Linked DNA regions of Zea mays: regions 1 and 3 are each linked to region 2. Evidence: chromatin contacts called from public Hi-C data. All regions are on one chromosome and are shown on one strand. Each heading gives the region's core, a stretch centred on a gene start, on an enhancer-like site or on the middle of the called end of the contact. The rest is flanking DNA. Distances are from core to core; before and after follow the strand shown.

Evidence for each region. Hi-C and Micro-C count contacts between places; a contact is called where the count stands out from the background.
Region 1: a contact with region 2 is called in a Hi-C map of ear, with 2.3 times the contacts expected there. The contact joins the promoter of LOC100275459 here to the promoter of LOC103645037 in region 2. A contact is called at or near these places in 2 of 25 Hi-C or Micro-C datasets (ear and leaf).
Region 3: a Hi-C map of leaf shows a contact between it and region 2, with 4 times the contacts expected there. The contact joins the promoter of LOC100279195 here to the promoter of LOC103645037 in region 2. A contact is called at or near these places in 3 of 25 Hi-C or Micro-C datasets (ear, leaf and tassel).

What each region holds. Positions count from the first base shown.
Region 1 is chr1:170,951,423-170,954,690 of Zm-B73-REFERENCE-NAM-5.0, forward strand. LOC100275459 reads left to right here and starts at 1,960. Exons shown (of 4, transcript NM_001149526.1): 1 at 1,960-2,240; 2 at 2,611-2,977; 3 at 3,061-3,215. The coding sequence starts at 2,145.
Region 2 is chr1:171,439,548-171,442,566 of Zm-B73-REFERENCE-NAM-5.0, forward strand. It overlaps LOC103645037 (TNF receptor-associated factor homolog 1a), which reads left to right and starts at 1,379. Exons shown (of 13, transcript XM_020546525.2): 1 at 1,379-1,831; 2 at 2,544-2,778. The coding sequence starts at 2,595.
Region 3 is chr1:171,819,349-171,822,285 of Zm-B73-REFERENCE-NAM-5.0, forward strand. It overlaps LOC100279195, which reads right to left and starts at 1,520. Exons shown (of 12, transcript NM_001366050.1): 1 at 1,106-1,520; 2 at 904-989; 3 at 511-585; 4 at 207-335. The coding sequence starts at 1,297. LOC100282270 reads left to right here and starts at 1,913. Exons shown (of 7, transcript NM_001367061.1): 1 at 1,913-2,023; 2 at 2,719-2,937. The coding sequence starts at 2,724.

The DNA of each region.
Region 1 (3,268 bases), core at 710-3,209, 490 kb before region 2:
GGTTGGGGGTATTTATAGCCCCAACCACCAAACTAGCCGTTTGGTGAAGCTGTCTGTTCGATGGCGCACCGGACAGTCCGGTGCACACCGGACATGTCCGGTGCGACAGCCACGTCACCAAAAGCCGTTGGGTTCGACCGTTGGAGTTCTGTCTTCTGGGCCCGCCTGGATGTCCGGTGGCGCACCGGACATGCACTGTAGATTGTCCGGTGCGCCAGCATGGGCGTGCCTGACCTCTGCGCGCGCAGCGCGCGCATTTAATGCGCCGCAGGTAGCCGTTGGCGCCGAAATAGCCGTTGCCCCGCTGTTACACCGAACAGTCCGGTGAATTATAGCGGAGCAGCGAAGTGAAATTCCGAGGCAGGCGAGTTCCGGAGGCCGCTCTTCCTTGGAGCACCGGACATGTCCGGTGTACACCGGACAGTCCGGTGAATTATAGCGGAGTCGCCTCTGGAATTTCCCGAAGGTGACGAGTTTGAAGTCGGAGTCCTCTGGTGCACCGGACATGTCCGGTGGCACACCGGACAGTCCGGTGCGCCAGACCAGAGGTGCCTTCGGTTGTCCCTTTGCTCTTTGGTTGAACCCAATATTTTGTTTTTTTATTGGCTAAGTGTGAACCTTTAGCACCTGTATAACTTGTACACTAGAGCAAACTAGTTAGTCCAATTATTTGTGTTGGGCAATTCAACCACCAAAACTAATTAGGGACTAGGTGAAAGCCTAATTCCCTTTCACTCTCCCTCTCCTACGACCCCGCCACCCCTCCCCCGTGTCACCGACGTCCTTTCCCCCTCACTCGCGCCTCCGCCGTCCACCTCTCTTCCCCTACGTGGGATCGTAGCATTAGCACGGACTATATATATATATATATAGAGAGAGAGAGAGAATATCATAATATAGACTTTGACGTATAAATGCTGAGATATAGAGAACGGTTTTGAGAGAAATGAGGTATTGATGAGGAAATCATTTAGAGTAGGGAGTGCGTGTAGCTTTAGACTGGATACAATGTGAGACGATATCGATTGTTGATCTTTGGTTGGTATTGACCACGTTGGTTCCAACACCTGTCAGTGGCTCTACTGACCAGCCAGTCCGATAATGACTGATTTTAGTGACGTAGTGTGTTGATTGGTCACGCGTGTGCCATATCAGCTAGTTGTTTTTTAACTATTCAAGTCTATTTTTTTAAAAATCCTAAAATAATATATATATATATATATTAGGTTTTATTTATAAACTATTTTAATTTTTTATATTTAAGCTATGCAATTTTATTTAAAAGTATGTTTTATTATTATATTTGAGTTATGCAATTTTTAATTATTGTTAGCAATTATGTAATTTTATTAAAATACAAATACATCTGATTACATAATTAAACGAATAAAATTACTCATTTAATTATTTAATCAGATGTATTTGTGTTTCATATTAACTAAAAGTCTATAAGTAATGTAATGATTTGAGGTGATAATAGATTGGTAATAAAGACTATATTATGGAGTGTTGTGATAGTTAAGGACTGAGATCGGTTATGTGGCCGTAGTGGTGTTGGAATCAGCCTTATATCAATCAAATCACGTGCAACGCCGGAAGGCCCAAGCGTGGTAAAGTTGGCTCAGCCGGAAGGCCCAATTGATGAAGACGGATAAGCTCGGCTCAGGTTAGGCCCCGGCATCGCCGTCGACTAGGCTGGCCCTCCGCCGTCTGCCATGACGAGATCCGCGTCCCCGAGCGTGGACGCTCCACGCCTCCGCCTCCCGGACGCCGGCGAGGTGCGTCCGGCGTCCCTGCTGCACACAACCTGACAACCTACTTCTCTCTTCTATCTACCACAAGATCCTTCCGCCGCCTCCCCCTCCTGACAGAGCAGAGGCAGAGCTGAGGCCCGGCCTGGCCGGGCTTCGGCGGCCCAGCCCAAATAACCCGACGGGTCCGCATCCTGAGCTCCGCCTCCACACACCTTGGCACCTCGCCCTCGCCTCCAGCTCCGCACGTCCCGTCGCCCGCTTCCACCTCCACGCGACGCGACGGCTCGCCTTCACCTCCTCGCCGCCAGACGCGCCCGCCGCCACCCAGCGAGCCGGCAGCCGCCCGCTATCCCAGGCTTCGTTTTCTTGTTGGCTCCGCCACTGTGACAGATGGCTGCGGGGGGCGGGCGGTGCTTGCTCGCCTTGGCGCTCGCCGCCGCTTGGATCTCCGGCGCGGTGGTCGCCGCCTCATCGTCGGGTGAGCAGGTACGTAAGGGGTGGATGGGCGCTCCTGGTTCACGCCAATTTTACTCGTGCGCAGTTTTTGTGCGGAAATTATGATCTTTCGTTGATTCGGATTTGCTAGAGCCGGGGCCGTGATGCGCGTTCATGTATAGTGTCTGGAAAGGGCTACGGAAAGCGTTCGTTTTTAGCTCATGCTGAATTTTACCGTACCTGTAAGCTGTAAGTGTCGATCTATCCCAAGTTCGACTTAAATGTATGTGTAATTGTTTGAGTTGGGTGGCCAGGGTAATTAGCTGTATCTCGTTTTGGGAGGCACCCTGCTTCTGATAATATTTCCGTTCAGATATGGTTGATGTTTATGCGGGTAAGTTTTAATTATGGCATTGCGCAGGAAGGCGGAAGCCGCACACCCGTCAAATGCATGCCCTGCTCTAGAACGTACATTGGTGGTGCACATCTGGACACCTTGACGGGCCAGCTTGCTCAGCGTCGTGACATAGTGGAAATGTCTGATTCTGGTGAATTGTGCAAAGGACTTGCTGATGATGTCGAAGTTCCTATGCTTTCAAAACTACGCCGGCAACTGGTTGGTAAAGGTTCTCACCGCCGTTTAGTCTATTCTGTGGATTTTGGTGCCCATGAAGGTGCTATGGTTAATTTCCTTGATCACTACGATGCCCATCTGGTGATATTTGAAAAACTTCCTGATGGAGTGTTTGCCGACCCATTTGAGCTACAGCATTTTGTTGAGCGCAAAGGTGAAATCTGAATCTGAGATAGACTGTAGAACTGCATTGTTATCTGTATTATGCTAATCTTTTTGGTTGAAAAAATCTTGCAGTTTTCGTTGATGTTGCTGTTTTTGGAGACGCCAACCTTGAACTGCCCACAGCTCTATCCAATGGGTCATCTGTTGAGATCCATTTTGATCTCAGGCGAATCATTTCAATCAACTGTAACCTTGTAATAGAGATGCCTCTCCATGCTAGATACCCGGTAAGTTTCTGTAGAATACCTGTGCAAAAAAAAGGTTCATTGAATTGTTTAGT
Region 2 (3,019 bases), core at 129-2,628:
GGAAGAATAGATCGTACTTGTACAGTCTGTACATATACAAATTCTAGTCTAATTAAACATGAGGGTAAATAGCAAATCGTTATTGGCTGATTGGTGGCTTCCTGCGAGGGCATCAAGCCGACGAAAAAGGTCATTCTTCCCACAGTCATCTTTTCCCTTCTTCTGCGATCCTAAATATAGGCTACCTCTTCAGAGTTCTAAAGCAAAACAATCTGAAGCATGGGTGTAGCCTGCAAAGTTATATTCCCTAAATTCAACATAGGAGTTACCTAGGGTAAAATGGTGCAACCTCAGAAAAAATGCTCGGAGTTCAAAAGCAAAACAATCTGAAGTATGGGTGTAGCCTGCTAAGTTACATTCCCTAGATTGGACATAGGAGTTACATTGTCATTGCAAGTATTTCATGCTTGTTCTGTGTTGTCAAGAATGGTTTTCTACCTAACAATGATGTTCCCAAAAAGTCTAAAACACTAAACAGTAGATAATAACAATTTCCCCTAATCAATTGTCCTTGATCTAAAATCCAAACGTCTATGTGCAGATATTATCTGCTATAGATGCTACTTGGTCCAACAATTTAACCATGTCTTCGCTACATGTCAACGCCGTGAACTCAAAATAGAACGAAAATCTCAATTGCAAATAGTACAGCATGTGAGCTGCATATGGTGTAATTCTGAAACTAAAAAGAATGCATAGTCTAGACTATCATTTCGAAAAGAATCCAGTCTAGTGTTGACAAATCCACTATCCCATCTCTGAGAACAACCTGCATCGCAATGGAGACAAGAGGTAGCGCACATCTAACTGGAGGAAAGCAACGGCGAGCCCTAGACGAAGCTTCTTCTTCATCTCTCTCATTGTCATCGGACACCTTCCTTTTCTCCCAAAGTGGATATGTCGGTGCTTCCGGTTCCTACTCGGCTGCGACTTCGACTCCACCAGCGCCATCCGGTGGAGCGGGCTAGGGCTGATGCGCCGGTACGGGGACGCACGGAGGGGCGGAGAAGGTAGAGCAGGCAGGGCGGGCGTGGACGCCTCGACACGACAGCTTGGGGGCATCTTGGGCGCGGACCCAGGGAGGCAGAGCAGGAACGAGTGGGGCGCGCACGGACTTCCCGACGTCTCGGTGGACGCGGACTCGGTGGGAGGACGACGGTTGTCTCGGTGGGGGAGGACGGCGACAATCTCGGGAGAGGGCGAGGGGCAGCGCGATAGCTGTCTCGGGAGATGGGACCAAGGACACGGGTGGGTGAGAGGTGACACTGGGGATGGCGCGCCGCGGCGGGGGGAGGGAGACAACGGGGCAGGTGGGGACGGAGGCGAGGTGTGGACGTACTCCTTAGCTTCTTAAGAAGGGTGAATATATAGTAGATATATATTAAAGTGGTAGGATATTATATATCAACGCATAGGCCATGTATCGTATATATAACTTCTAAAAATATAATCATCGATAATTATAGATGGCGTAAATGATTGCCAAACCGTAAATAACCGTGGAATATAGGCAAACACAGAGAAACGAGCCAAACGTAGGCTACACACGGAAGGAGAGCAGAGCACTGAGCACAGGAAGGGAGCTAAACCTAAACCCGATCCGATTATTCAACAGCCACCCTCTCCCGACCTCCCCCCTCCCCCCTTCTCCGACTCGACTAGGACGCTCGCGCACGCCGCCGCCGCCGCCGCCGACGACGACGACGAGCGGAAGGGAAGAGGGAGAACTCCCGATCTCCACGTGGGCTGTGGGGGCGGACGCACGGCGCGCGTGGTGGCCTCCCCGGTCGGGGGTCAGATCCGAGCTGAATCGGGGAGATTTCCCGGCCAGGTGAGCATTGCGGAGTGGTTCCTCCCGATCTAGGGACCGGTAGTTCGGTCTGGTAGTCTGGGTTTCCTCGCAAGAACGGGTCCGGCGCGCGCTTGGATTGGGTTGGGTTACTCGGTCCTGTTCCAGACTCCCAGCCAATTCGTTCGCTCTTCCGGCGACTTTTTTGGTGGCAGCTGCAGTATATAATTCTCGCGGCTTCGGAAAGTAACCCAGCTCCGATTTATGATTTTTATGTATGGCTTGATCCCGTGGAGGCGTTCAGTTTTTATGTATGGTTTAATCCCATGGAGGCTTTCAACTCTTTTGACTCAAGGTTCTTGCTTTCGGATAAGGCTAGTTACTTCCCCTTGAAATTAGAGGAGGTTTTACGGTTAGGAATGATGTAATTGTAAGGGACGTTATAAAAGCATTCCTGATATCATGAGACCATTCACTCTTTTGGATGTTACTTTTGCTCCGATGGTGTCTTGAATATGTATGTGATTTGACGGGTTCGATTGCCATTTCCTTTTGTTCTCATTGTCTGCAACACCTGCTTGGTATCAATGAGCTATTTAGACTGGCTAGTTAGCAATCGTTTGTACTGTCTACAAAGCTTATTACTTTTGGGACCTATCTATCTCTGTACCCTCGCTTTTGGATTTCTCTTCTATTGTATCTCTGGCCGTCTAGTGAAACAGTGACTTACCGTTCTAGTTTCTTGAATCTGCAGGAAGGAAAACGACAAGTGCAACGAAGCTGTACTTGTTCAGGTGATAGGATAATGGCTGGCACTTTGACTGAGGACAATGGTGGGGATGCTAGATCCTCATCAACTGAAGAGATGCCTAGTGATCAACAGAGTCATTCTGGGGATTCTTTAGCTGAGTGGAGGTCAAGTGAGCAAGTTGAGAATGGAACACCATCCACTTCACCAGCGTACTCAGACACTGATGATGATGATTGTGGTATGCTTTCCAACTCTTATTGTCGGTATATCTTCCTTGCAAATGATTTTAGGTAGATCTTTCTAATCTTCGTTCTGATGTTATGATAATATGTGGACCAGCTAGATTTATCTATGCCTAGGTAATTTGTTCCATGAGGAGTCTCAACTAATTTGGTTAAGGTACTACTTAACCCATTTAGGTATGATTCGGTGCAGTCTAAATGTCTAATTAATTGCCCATGCAATAAGATGATACCTTT
Region 3 (2,937 bases), core at 270-2,769, 380 kb after region 2:
TAATAGCTGATTAAGCACGGTTCATCTAATTGCAATCACAACAGCCATAGAAACATGATTGTATATAAGGTGTATGATGTTCAACAAACACTAAGCCAGAAAAAGAGAGGGGAAAACATCCACGTTACATACGGACAAAACCACAACAGTAAAAGAATGGTGCTGCAGGAATGGTGAAAACACTTATAGGCAGACAGAACGGTTACCTTTTCAGCAAACTAATTGCCTCAAGAGCACCCAGAACTCCAACAACACCATCAAATTTGCCTGAGAATGGAATGGCATCAACATGAGATCCAGTTGCAACTGCTCCTAGTCCAGGCTCGGAACCCTCCCTGTAGAAGGTTGCAATGTTCAATGGGCATGAGAATTCCAGCACACAGCAAATTTAACAAAATCAAGAGACTTTTCAGCCAGATGCACAATTTACAGCAAAATCCTTGTATGCTTCCTAAATCCAAAGAAATGAACCAAGAGCAGAGAATCCAAGGGCAGTCAAGACCAACTCACCAGCGGCCAAATATGTTACCAACAGCATCTTCTCGAACAACAAGGCCAAGTTGATTCATTATCCCTTTTATATACCTAGAGAACACCAGAAGCACACGTCAACAATCAGCGAAGGTGGGCATGGATGCGTGTTCTAGTTGCTGCACAGTTGTGGCTACAAATATCACAATAGAAATGAGATGCCCACTTTGTCAAATTAACTACTATCTGAACCCAGAATGGTGCAAACTGAAGTCGATTGAAGATTGATCGTTGATGTCACCAGCATCAAAGGTCACTCAAGCGTGGCACGTTTTACAGCCAAATCGATTACAAGCACACTGACTAATGCCGAGTCGGTTCTTTCGTTCAATCGCTTGTTCTCACGACGACGGATAATCTCAACTGGGTTACCTTCGAGCCTGCACATCCTTGTCGGTGTACAGAACGCGGGTCACGGACGGCGCGGGCGAGTCGGAGAACGAGGCCAGTTCATCGATCTGCGAAAAAAAAATCACGCGCCGTTAGAATCCAACACCTCAATGCACAGCCATAGCCTGCACTACGACCGCGCCGCAACGCGAAGGGTGCCGTGCGCCCGTGCCCCAGTGCGCACCTGACGCTGGAGGCCCTCGGAGTCGACGTGGAAGTCGCTGGAAGGGCCCTCGCCGTCGTCGGAGGCGGGGAAGCCGGCGAACTGCTCCATCGTCCGCCGCGCCGCGGCGTCATCGTTGGCCGCGGCGGCGCTGATGACGAGGAGGAAAGCGAGGAAGACGAGGCGCGACGCGGCGTTCGGCTTCGACGGCATGCTTCGTTGTTCGGCTGGCTGCTCTGCTGGGTTCGATGGAACAGGGAGGGCTACTTGCCTACTTCGGGAGGCTAGGGAGATTTGAACGGCGGGCGGGGGAGGTGGGAGTTGGGACTTGGGAGTGGGAGACAACGCGACGGCACTACTGCTGTTGCTGTTGGTGGTGACCTGACTGCTGCGTGCTGACGAGGAAGACGACACGGAGGCGGTGGCTGCATCTTCAAGATCACGAGCGCCATCCTATTTTGTTTTACTACTTTTTATCAGAAAAACCTATTCACGAGTGGAGCTGCGGCGCGGGCCATCCCGGATTCTTTGGTGATGATCGCCTGCGCTGTGCAACTGCGGGCTGCGGCGCAGGTGTGCTTGAGGCTTCGTTGGGAATCTTTGACGGAGCAGAGGATCCTTCGGCCCCTCCAGGATCCGGGTCCATGGGACCCACGTATCAGTGTCTGGCTCAATAGAAGCCTGTGCAGTGAAACAATGAGAAGAGCTCGAGCTCAAGTATTCTCAGCCCATGGGCCGCACATACGGCCGGACAAGTAAACGCTAAGGCCGCATCCAGCTTTAAAATCAAAACCAGGCCGCACGAGCACACTCTCTCCTCTCGCTCGCGTCCGCACAAATCCCGTGCTCCCCCGTCTGAAAACCCTCCCCACCTCCGGCGGCGGCGGCGGCGCTGGCGACCGGGTGTCTTCTCCGGCGAGTCTCCCCCCTAGTAACAAGGTTCGCGCGCACCCCTCCTAATGTCCCCTTTTCATCCGTACGCGGTCGCGTGCTGCGCGGCAGCCCTAGCGAGCGGCGAAGTGCTCCGAGGCTGGCAACTAGGGTTTGAGTGCGCGTGCAGTACCCTTGTGCTCGTGTGCCTGCTTCATGGATGCATGCTTCATAGATGGTTGGTTCATGGATGCGACTGCGTCTGGACGTTTGGATCGATTTATTATAGTGCCCGTTTGGGGGCACGTGGTGTGAGCTCACTGCTCTGCTGCTGATTAGGGTGTACTGTCTGTGCTCTTTCTCGTCTTCTAGTGGCCTGATTGTGCCTGCATACAGAGCAACCAAGCTCATGGCATGCAGGTGTGATGTGTTTGGTTGTAGACCGGATGGACGCAGCCAGGCTCAGGCTTATTTCTTGTTTGGTTCCCTACATATGCAGCTGAGCTTTTCTCTCCTGATGCAACGGGCCAGGCTCTGGAGATGCGACCTAGTTACCTAAATTTAGGTATCCATGGAGCCAGGCTCCCATGATGCACGGCCAGGCAGATATTGCAACAAATCGGACCCTAAAATTGTGTGGTTATTAGTTTTCTTGCACTGCCTTAGCTTTTTCTCCCACTCTTTCGACTCCTGCAGAGCTCATATTTGAGAGGTACTATGCATCTTTATAATTAACTTGAGCTTGGTTGCTTGGTTGTTTCCAGAAAATATGGATGTACCTGTTGATGACCCTGTGGAGAACCTCACTGGAAGTCCTAGTACCCTTGGCAATGAGGAAGAAGCCACTACTTATGCTAATGTGCAAGATCAGTCCAAGGAAGAACCAGAAAAGCTTTACGAGGAACCCAAAGACCCAATGCAAGACGAGTTGGGTAACCAAGGGCATGTGAGCATGAACAATGAAGATGTGGGAGGCCAGAACA